2 separate regions of the Oryctolagus cuniculus genome follow, and region 1 is linked to region 2. Evidence: chromatin contacts called from public Hi-C data. All regions are on one chromosome and are shown on one strand. The core of a region is the stretch at or near the end of the contact, and the rest is flanking DNA. Distances in the headings are between cores, read along the strand shown. Region 1 overlaps FBXO43 (F-box protein 43). Region 2 holds the start of OSR2 (odd-skipped related transciption factor 2).

Region 1 (5,087 bases), core at 2,371-4,870, 1.1 Mb after region 2:
AATTTGAGCCCCAGAGGATGTTTTTGATCCTCTGTGTGTGAGGTCCATCCCTCAACCCCAGCACTTACAAAAAGCCTGACACCTTGCAGTAAATATTCACTGTGTGTTAAATGAATGAACCAGGGGCCAGTGTTGTGGCACAGCGGGTTAAGCCACTGCCTGCAAGCAGGCATCCCATATGAGTGCAGATTCAAGTTCTGGCTGCTGCTTCTGATCCAGCTTCCTATCAATGCTCCTGGGAAGGCAGTGGAAGATGACTCAAGTGCTTGGGTCCCTGTACCCACTTGGAGACCCAGATGGAGTTCTAGACCCTAGCTTTGGTCTGTACCAACATGGGCCACTGTGGCAATTTGGGGAATGAGCCAGAAGACAGAAGATCTCTCTCTGCCTCTCTAACTCTGCCTTTCAAATAAATCTTTTTTTTTTTTTTTTTTTTTTGACAGGCAGAGTGGACAGTGAGAGAGAGAGACAGAGAGAAAGGTCTTCCTTTGCCGTTGGTTCACCCTCCAGTGGCCGCCGCGGCCGGTGCGCTGCGGCCGGCGCACTGCGCTGATCCGATGGCAGGAGCCAGGTGCTTTTCCTGGTCTCCCATGGGGTGCAGGGCCCAAGCACCTGGGCCATCCTCCACTGCACTCCCTGGCCACAGCAGAGAGCTGGCCTGGAAGAGGGGCAACCGGGACAGAATCCGGCACCCCGACCAGGACTAGAACCCGGTGTGCCGGCGCCGCTAGGCGGAGGATTAGCCTAGTGAGCCGCGGCGCCGGCTTCAAATAAATAAGTCTTTAAAAGAATTTAAAATGAGTAATATTTAAGGAAGAAATGAAGACTATATTATGAAAATTATAAAACATTAGATGGGTCAAAATAAAAGATCTCAATGTTTAAAATTCTTTAATCAGTTATCAGTGATTAGAGAAAAGAAGAAAAAAGCCCAATACAATGAATTTCCTTTTTCCTCATCTGAGGTCAAAACAATCAGCAGTTTGGTTTATTCTCTAACAAGGTGGGAAGCTGCAGTGGGAATGTCGGGCTTATATAGGTGAGGGCCGTATTGCGGTCAGTATGAGCAGAGAGCCAAGACAGAATAGTTGAGGTCCAACAGCCAACATTTAACCCCAGCTTTAAGTTCACTAATGTGGAATAAACATATTTTTAAGCCCGGCTATGTTCTTAGTTTACTTATCTGACAAATTTTTAAAAATGCAGCTAGTAATGGCACTACCCTTGTAGGGTTGCTCTTAATATAAAGGGATGAGATTTACCAGGTACATAATTCCCTGCCTGACCAGGAGAGACGGTGAGTATCTTAATTAAGGTCACTGTCTCGGGTTTCCACAGCCCCTCAGTCGACATTGACAGCATCTCTGCAGGATTAAGCAGTACACTAGGAAGCCTCAGAGCGGGTAAGGAAGAACAGTCCTTGGGATGCCTACACCCTTCTGGAAATAATTCAGGAGCCCTTACCGAGTAACTTGAACGTGAGCATAAAGCATACTCTCTGTCAATACAGGAGAGAGGCAGCCGTGTACATTTCTGTGGCAGCCGAGAAGAAAAGGCTACTCGTGACACTTCCTCATTTTCAACAAAGACACATAAAAAGCTGACCTAGGAGCCCTCTGTCCACCAGTGTTCAGGTGAGCACTTAACCCAGACCAAGGTTAGAAGAGATGACAGGGGAGGTTTCTGCTTGTTCAGTGCTGAGGCCCTAGGCTAACATCAGAGCTGGCCAGGAAGGAAACCATAAAAGCTCTGATGAAGGCTGTGACCACACCGTGCAATGGTGCTCCCTCCAGCTGCCGCCCTGCACCAGAGGTGGGAGGGAGGGCATAGCCCCTGTGACCGGGAGCAGAGTCACACAGGGCAAGCAGCAGGGAAGCAGGTGAGGAGGGAAGAGAGAGAGAGGTGATTATGGGGAGAAGCAGCATTGGCCGAGGTAGGGAGGGATGGAGGAGTGAAAGGGGAGCAGACGAGTGGGGTGATGTCCCCATTTTAGCTTTAAAAAAAAAAACTTGTATTTATTTGAAAGGCAGAGATACATAGAGAAGGAAAGGGGGAGAGAGTGAGCTTCCATCTGTTGGTTCACTCCCCAGATGGCTGCAATGGCAAGGGCTGAGCCAGGCTGAAGCCAGGAGCTTCTTCCAAGTCTCCCACATGGGTGGCAGGAGCCCAAGGACTTGGGCCATCTTCTGCTGCTTTCCCAGGTGCATTAGCAGGGAGCTGCATTGGAAGTAGAGCAGCCAGGACTCGAACCGGCATCCATATGGCATGCTGGCACTGCAGGTGGTGGCTTAATCTTCTACACCACAGTGCTGGGGTGGGGTGTGTGTGGGGGAGTGTCCCCACACCCCCACACGTTAGCTCTTTGAAAAACAGATAAGGGTAATTGAAAGTCCCTATGCCACCAGCTGAAAAAGGAAATAAAACTGAGATTGGCATAGAAGTTGTTTTCATGGGGACAATCAATAATGATTTCAGCCATTCGTGCACATTGTGCATATTATATCATGTGCCAAGGCCCTGTGCTACAGGAGCTAGTAGAAAACAGTTCTGGGGTCGGCACTGTGGCATAGTAGGTAAAGCCATCATCTTCAGGGCCAGCATCCCATGTGGGTGCTGGTTCGAGTCCCGGCTGCTCCTCTTCCAATCCAGCTCTCTGCTATGGCCTGGGAAAGAAGTGGAAGATGACCCAAGTCCTTGGACCCCTGCACCCACATGGGAGACCTGGAAGAAGCTCCTGGGTCCTGGCTTTGGATAGGCTCAGCTCCGGCCCTTGTGGCCATTTTGGGGAATGAACAATAGGATGGAAGACTTCTCTCTCTCTGCCTTTGCCTCTCTGTAACTCTGCCTGTCAAACAAATAAACAAATCTTAAAAAAAAAAAAAAAAAAAAAAAAAAAAAAAAAAAAAAAAGGTAAAAAGAAAATCGTTCTGCCTTTAGGAGTTTGCTTCATGGTGGAAGATAAGAACTTAATGCAAACCAAGGCTTGCCAGAGATACCATAAGGAAGGTATAAATAAACACAAGACCCAGAGAAGGTGGAAATTCTGCCTTGTTGGAGAGTTCAGAAAATGATTCAAGCTAACAAACAAGATTAGCTAGATTTTGTGGGACTTGAATACGGCAAGAGAAGAAGGAAGTGGGAGAAATCCCATGCAGAGTTTAGAAAACAGCAAGGAGAATAGTTTGGCTGTAACAAAGCATACAGAGGGGAGTGGTGAGAGAGACTGATAGGGCCATTAAGAGATCCTAAAACCTGATATATTTTTCGGAAGCAACTGCAGTCAGAACTGCATAGTAGTACCAAGAGCCTGGCAGTGGATCTCTAGGAAACATTTAAATGGGGAGACGTGAGAAGCAAGGAAACCAGCTGGGAGGCAGTCACAGTGATCTCAGGAGGCTGTGCCTAGGACTTCAACAGAGTGTCACCTCTCTGCAGGAACCGAATTGCCCAGGGGAAATCCTCGGTGGGAGGATGACTCCATTCATAACCGCCACGAATCCAAGGCTCCTTCAACTGACCTGGCTCTGCAGCCCGGGAGGAGGCAGCCAGGAGCGCAGGGCCACTGCCAAGTAAACACAGATTGCCCAAGTACCAACCAGGGCCTGCCCGCAGGGCGTTCTGTGAGAAGGCATCTGGGAAAACGGTACATGCTTGCAAGCCAGATGGAGTATTTTCATTAGCACTGAGTAATAGCTATTAGCAAAACTTTATCCCATATACACTTTAAAAATTAAGTCAAGCAACATTTCCCCTCTTTGGCAATGTCGCAGCACATCAAGGTCAAACACGTACAAGCTAAATTTACTTTTTTGAAGAAAAGCCAAAACAACCATAAATGAGTCTTTGGTGCCCCCTTGTGGAATGTTGAGTGCAACCTTTGAAGTCTTTACACGCCTCCATTCAGAAATAATAGTGTGTATTTCCTTCTTTTAAAACCTTTATTTTGAGCTAAAATAAAACAAATCCACAATAAATAAATTTATTTGAATCTAGAATGTTACAGATTAAATTTTAGATATGTTTAGTAAATTTTTGTTATAAATGTATAATACTGCTTTGTGCTATAAATTAAGCAAAGATAATGGAAAAACTCAGGAGAGGTGAACTTCATCTGAGTCTCCTACAAATAACTTATTTTTTGAAATACTTACTTGAAAAGTATGACTTATGCTTATTAACTAAGACCCCCATTAGGAATAACTACATGTGCCACATAGTTTATCTTTTGTGTCGTCTTAGTTTTCAATGTTAAGTAAATTTTACTTAACCAGGAGTCTACCCAAATATGTGAAGACAAGGATCGAAATTATGGAGTGATTTTAATGGGACTTATGAATTCATTCTATTTATGCTTAATCTCAGTCAAGTATTCATCTCCCAAATCCATAAGGCTAAGGTCTCAAAATTTTTAATGTTATTTAGAATATCATTTTCATGATTGAAACACATTTCAGCACATAATGATGAAATGCACAAGTTCAACATGTTACATGAAACAATGAAATACATACATTTGACAACACTGAAAAGTCTTTATTTAAAATACCAAGATGTTAAAATAAATAAAAACGATTTAGTCAAATAAAAAAATTGTAAAACTTAATGATTTAAAATATACAATGACATGGATTAGAATATATACAAAACAGGAAGGAAATCATCATCTGTTATTAATGGGAGGATTGGCATGTGTTTAAAATAGTCATAATTTCAAGTAAGAAATGCATCAGGGGGAGTGCTTCTTTTCCACTTAGTCTCTTTAGAGGCGTTTTAAATTCCGCTTACTCTGGGCACTTCCTGGGACAGCGTCTTTTCTACTTCTTGCCTTTGTTGTTCCTCTACTACATTCTTCAGACCCATGATAAGCACACAGACACAACACACAAAAGTCAAAACCACAGGCCATGCGGCTACACAGCCCCCTTTTCTTATACGGCTGGTACTTAGCAGGGGACTGGCACCGTGGGCAAGGTTTTAATGCTTCGTCAATAAAAAGTGTTTTGGCAACCTGCGGTAAAAGCACACACACTAAATGCTCCGGGCTCACAGGTAGAGGCACTTTATTTCTGTCAATGTTTACTTCTGAT
Region 2 (5,629 bases), core at 2,645-5,144:
ATAGCTGGGCCGCAGGACTGGTTGGCAGGGGCAAGGAATGGTGCGCACGCCCCTGCCGAGCCCCGCGCCCTCGACACGAGCCTGCGCCCACTCCAGGCAGCCCAGTCGGGGATCCGTGCCCTACAAGGCCTTAGAGGCTGGTGCCGTGAGGCGCAGGCCGCGGGGTGTGGGACCGCTGTGTAAGGAACCTTGAGAAACCCCTTACATCTCACGCCGGGACAATAGCCCTGGATTTGGAAGCCGCCGCCTGCGAACTCCCCGCGCTGGGGTCAGAACTAAGCGTCTTTCTCCTGTCCTGGGAGAGTCAGGACAGTCCGGACTGGTGCCGTGGGTCCGAAGCTCCATCTTGGAAACTGGTTTGTCGAGACGTCGTAGCCGCCCCACCACCACCACCACCACCACCACCACGTGGAGCGCCTGCAAAGGCCTAGCGGGGAGGGCGGAGTGGTTTATTGGCGCTGACGACGTGCCCAGGCCCTCTCCCAGGACCCCTGCCGCGCGCATTGCCCTTTCCCTGCAGTGCGGGGGCTCGGGTGCAGGGGAACGGGACCCGGCCGACGCCGGGGTCGCTGGCGGCCACGCACTCACACCCCGGGGCGCGTCGCCCAGGTGGCTGCCCCTTGAGTCCGCGCCACAAAATGCTCAGCCTGCGCCTCCAGGGGGCGCTGCGGCCCTTCCCGCCGGCTGCCGAGCTCCAGCCAGCGGCTGCGCTTTCGCACCTCATCCCAGCTCGGACGCACTTTGGAAAAAGATCAGATACTTCATCTTCTCCGCCCCTCCCCCTTTATTCGCCTACACCCTTTCACCCTCCTTTCTGAGTCCAGTGCCTTCGATCCTCCCCCGCGTTCCCCCGGCCTCTCACTACTCCAGGACCGGAGGGAGTGCATACACCCGGGGCAAAGCTGGGCTGCTCAAGCCTCCAGGCTCTGGGGGAAAAAAAAAAAAAAGCAGCACACAGTGCGCGAAGTTCAAATACAAAAGGTGTCCGCCCCGCAGAGGCAGAGAAAAGTGGGGGAGTGGGTCGATGAGACCTCAGAAGTAGAGCCAGCTGGGATCCCTGGAAGAAAAATATATATATAAGGTTTCCATAAGCTGTGTTGCAAAAATAATAATAATAATAAAAGCGTTTAGTGTGTTCTCGGCGCGCGGCCGGAGAGGGTCGGAAACAGCTCCGGGGAAGTCCTTGTCTGACACCTGCTCGCCGCCGAACTGGCAGCGCCTCCTGGGTGGGCCGGGGGGCCGGGACCTGCGCGGCGTGCCCCCTCCTCCTCCAGCTCTTCGGCGTTTCCTCTCCCCGGCCTCCCGGGGCGTAAACCTGCAGCGGTCTCGCGCCCCTGGTCAGTCTGTGAGCCGTCCCCCTTGCAAGCGTCCTTGGTGTGGAACGCCCAGAGCTGTGAGGATAGCAGATGACTCGTCCGCCGAAGCGCAGAGCGATCCGGCCGCCAAACAGCTGCCGAGGGCGCAGGGGGAGTGGGACGGCTCCGCGGAGACCCAGCCCCCCGGGGCGCGGCGGGACCGCAGCCGGCTCTGGGACCGACTGCCCTGGCCGCACACCCAGACCTCGCCGCCGGTGGGCCCGGCGGCCTCTCTTCCGCGCCGTGCGCTGTAGCCGGGCGGGAACCTGGCCGGTGAGCTGCTGGTTTGTGGGCCCCTGCAAGGCGTGCGCCGCTGACGCGAGAAGGGACGTGAAGTTCTCCGAGTCTGAGCTCGGAGAATCTCCAGGGCCGGCCCCGGGTGGGCGCGGAGGTGGCTGGGGTTGGGGGGGAGCCCCTAGCTCAGTGCGGCGCGGCGCTCCATCGGCAGGCGCTCGGCCGCTCCGGGCGCGCACCTGCGCCTCGTGGCCGCAGAGGCCAGAGGCCGCCGAGGCGCTGCCGGGCCACGCGGCTCTGCCCTACGTCGGCTTACGGATCCTTCCCTACCTTCGGAGCGAATGCGGCGGCGCTCGTGGCCGCCGTGGCCGGGCCTCCATTTTGGAACCTTGGAGGCTGGGGTGGGCGAGGTAAACGCGTGTCTGCAAAAAAAAAAAAAAAAAAAAAAGGAAGAAAGAAAGAAAAATCCGGTTCGGGAGGTTTGTGGAAAGAGGGCGCAGCTCGTGGGTGGTTGGAAGGTCGGGTGGTTCCGCACCCAACGTACACACGCGTAGGACGGGAAAGGTGTGAAGCCCGCCGCCGGCGAACTGCCTCCGCTGGGGTGGAGAGGAACTACGAGGAGTAGGAACGTGCTTCAGGTCACCACGCCGCCGAGGGTGCGTCCCGGGGACTCTGAAAGAAGAGAAAGTTCCCTCCAAAGCTCCCAAATTGAGAAAAGCTGCAGAAGGAATGAGGCGGTTGGAGAGAGGGGACCGCAGGCATCCCCGAAGCTGAGGCTCGGTACCGAGCGCTAAAATGAAAGCTCCCCTCTGGAACCCACCAGGGAAAACGGTTGTTTTGTTTTCAACTGCGAACTCTTAGCTACTTCCTTGCTATTTGTTAAATTTACCTTGAAGCAGCTAAGCACTGCACGCTCACTTTTTTTTTTTTTTTTACTCTTTCAGAAGTTGGAAAGAAAAGGAAGGAGGAAACTACTGTTCTTGAATTATAGTTAAGCAGAAGAACGAAAAAATCGATCCACCTCGGCATAAACAAGATAGAAAGAGTTTTATCTTACTAAAATAATACCTTGTAGGTTCTACCCGGCTCCCCAATCCGTGCATTCGCCTGTTGGCGGTGTTCAGCCTTCCACGTGCGTTTGTCCACTGCCCCACAGGATTGAGATGATTTTCAGAGCCCTCTGGGGAGGCTCATTCAAAGCCATCTTTTGGTGGAACCGGTTCAAAGTGCACGGCCTTTTGGGCAGGAAGACCCGCACCCCTGAGCGCTGGCTTGCCGTGGGCTGACGCCCAGTCCCCTCTGGCGACTCTTCTGGGACGAAAGGCGGTTTTTGTTTTTTTGTTTTTTGTTTTTGTTTTTGTTTTTGCAGAGCGTTACTCACGCACATCTTCTGCGAAAAGAGGCTGCTTAGAGCGGGTGCGTGCTGTTCTCTTTCTGTCACTCGGTCAGCCTATTCCAGAGGGGCCGAGGTGCGTTTTTGCAGTTCTACTCACGCTTGACCCAACGTTGGGGAGAACTTGAACAACCTATCACTGCACTTGAAATTCGGTTAACTTCCCTTCTCCAACGGTGAACTCAGTTTTCGCTGGGGATGAAGATGTATGCGTCTTGAGAAGCCAGGATCGTCTCTGTCAAAAGGTTCTCGAAGCTTGCTCACCCAACGCAGTTGGATTACTTAATTTTTTGCCAATGGGTTGCAGATGCCCACCCATTCTAACCAGGTTGGTTAACTGCGTATGAAATATACACGCGCTGATTAAAACTCAAATACTGGGAGAAATTTCTTCTGGTGCATTCCACATGTCTCTGTAGTAATTACGAAATTAGTCAATTGTCACCTTTATAAACAAACTTCATTTTGAAACCAGCGGGGGAAAGCAGACTACACATATCGTCATAATTGATCAAAAGCATGTCCAAGACTGTTTAAAATTGGGGGGAGGGTGCTAAGTGCCGGAGGATGTAATCTAGAACTGATTGCCTTTTACCCTGTGAAGAAGGTCGTGTTAAACGTGTTAAGATGTGGAAATGAAGCCAGGGCGCGCACAGAGTAAAACCACAAAATGCCCTTTGGGCTTCTCTGCGGGGTCTTCGCCTAGTTTCTAACACCGTAAGGCAAAGTGGCACCAAGAAGGAAGGGGGTGGGCGTTGTGTTTGTGCGTGAGTTTCGAACTGAGTCACCTTGGGCTCCATCTCTCTAACAGGGACACCTCAAGCAAACCTGTGCCTTTAAGACTCAGTTGCTATCCAAACACAAGTAAACAGAGTGGACCATTAGCGGGCGCCGGGCGCGGAGGCGGAGCCAGGGCGCAGTGGGCCCGGCTCGGCGGCGGGACGCCCGCCCGGAGGGGAGGCGGGGCCGCTACTAAAGCCCGGGACTCCCGGCCCGGGGCAGCCTGGGGTGGGACGCGGGCGGGGACGGAGCTCGGCGCGCTCGCTCCTGGAGGGGAATGGCCCTGCGAGGCTGCGGGCTCCGACCTCACCCGGAGTCGGCGGCGAGAGGCTCGCCTGGGCGCGGAGTTTCGGGGGAGTGCTGAGCGCCGGCCCCAGGCACCCCGCGTTTTTATACGTTCCGCGTACATTTCCGACGAAAACGAGGATCCACTCTCGCTTTCGCTGCCCGCCGTCCGTCCTCCAGATCATGTCCACGGCTCCCGGGACTCCGCCGGGAAGAAGAAGTTTGTCCGGCGTGGACCCGATGACCTTTCCAAGCCTTGCGCCTCGCAGCCGGGACCTGGTCTGAGAGGGGCTTCCCAGGCAGATTTTTCTGCCGGAGGTGAGTGTCTGCTCTGGGAAGGGTCTGCAACGGACCCCTGCGGCTCCCGGGAAGGAGGGAAGGGCTTGGGGTTTGCAGGGGGCGCTCAGGTTCTCGGTCTGGCGTTGCCGCAAGTTCAGACACTGTGGAAAGAAATCGTACGGATGAGATCCTGGGGCATTGTGCTCACTTCCTCGGATCCCTGGGAAGCGACTTCCAGCTAACACCCAAACCACACACACACACACACACACACACACACACACGTAGGTGCTATTTCTCTAGTTCTGTTTGGGGGACATTTAAGCAGGAAAGACTTACTTATAAAAGCCGATCGACTTTGGCTGAGATCAAACCCACAACCCCATGGAGTTTCTGTCCCCGCCCTAGGACACCCGAGTGGACCTGTCCCGGAACAGCAGCGGCAGCGCAGCGCGAGGGGCCTGGACGCGCCGTGCCCGCATGGCCCGCGCAGCTGCAGGCACGTTTCAAGGGGGAAATAGTTCAGTGTTAGGTTAATTCTCCAACCGCCTGCTGGCTTTCTGATTTTCCTTCCACTCTTCAGTCCCGGCGGAGGAGACAGAGGCAGACTCCGCAGGGGCTTAAAAACACTTGGCTCGCGACAAATAGCCACCGAAAAGGGAGTTGCGGTTGTAAGAACGAGGGAGGAAAAGGTGTTTGCGGAGGGAGCGCTGGCGGTGTCTCCATTACCTGTTAGTAGAAGACAAAAGAGGGCCGGGGCTCCCCGGAGCAAAGCGGCGCTGACGACTACTTTCTCTGCTAAAGGAACTACAGCCCTGAGCAGAACGAGAAAATTACTCACGCAGGGGCAGCGAGGGAACAGAGAGAAACAGAACCCAGATTCTGCGGAAGGCATCTTAATTTAATTAACTCCTCGGGAAGGCAGAGGCGCTGTGAAGGGGCAGGAACCTCCAGTCTGCAACCTCTCCCCTCTTGCCCCCCCCACCCCAATGATCTAAGATCGCCTTAGACTATTGCTTTTCCATCTACTTAAAATTCTATTGTGGTTTGGGCTGAATTTTGTAAGCCTACTGATCCATCAGCCACTTCTCTCAGGTACCCATGCACAAGTTTCAGCAGATGATCCCTGCCTGTGAATTATTTTTAGATAATTCAGTGTAATAACACCATTTCCAAAGAGGGAGACTCCTTATCAAGTTACCGTGCTACCTTTTACCTCCCATGGTTTGAAAGCTTCCCTGAACTGAAATTAGTATGTAGACATCTCCTGTGTTGACAGCCAGTGGATCTCACAAAACTCATG

What was found. Hi-C and Micro-C count contacts between places; a contact is called where the count stands out from the background.
Region 1: a contact with region 2 is called in a Hi-C map of an unstated tissue, with 2.5 times the contacts expected there. The contact joins the enhancer-like site here to the promoter of OSR2 in region 2. A contact is called at or near these places in 2 of 6 Hi-C or Micro-C datasets (ear pinna and an unstated tissue).

Annotation. Positions count from the first base shown.
Region 1 is chr6:125,559,826-125,564,912 of mOryCun1.1, forward strand. FBXO43 (F-box protein 43) reads right to left here. Exons shown (of 5, transcript XM_002710712.5): 5 at 4,513-5,008. The coding sequence ends at 4,760. It also overlaps LOC108176523. Among named protein-coding and RNA genes, the nearest start is that of RGS22, 10 kb to the left of the region's middle. Within about 2 kb of position 3,621, at least 1 of the 8 cell types and tissues checked has an H3K27ac peak or open chromatin away from gene starts, as enhancers often do.
Region 2 is chr6:124,479,250-124,484,878 of mOryCun1.1, forward strand. OSR2 (odd-skipped related transciption factor 2) reads left to right here and starts at 3,895. Exons shown (of 4, transcript XM_017341455.3): 1 at 3,895-4,365.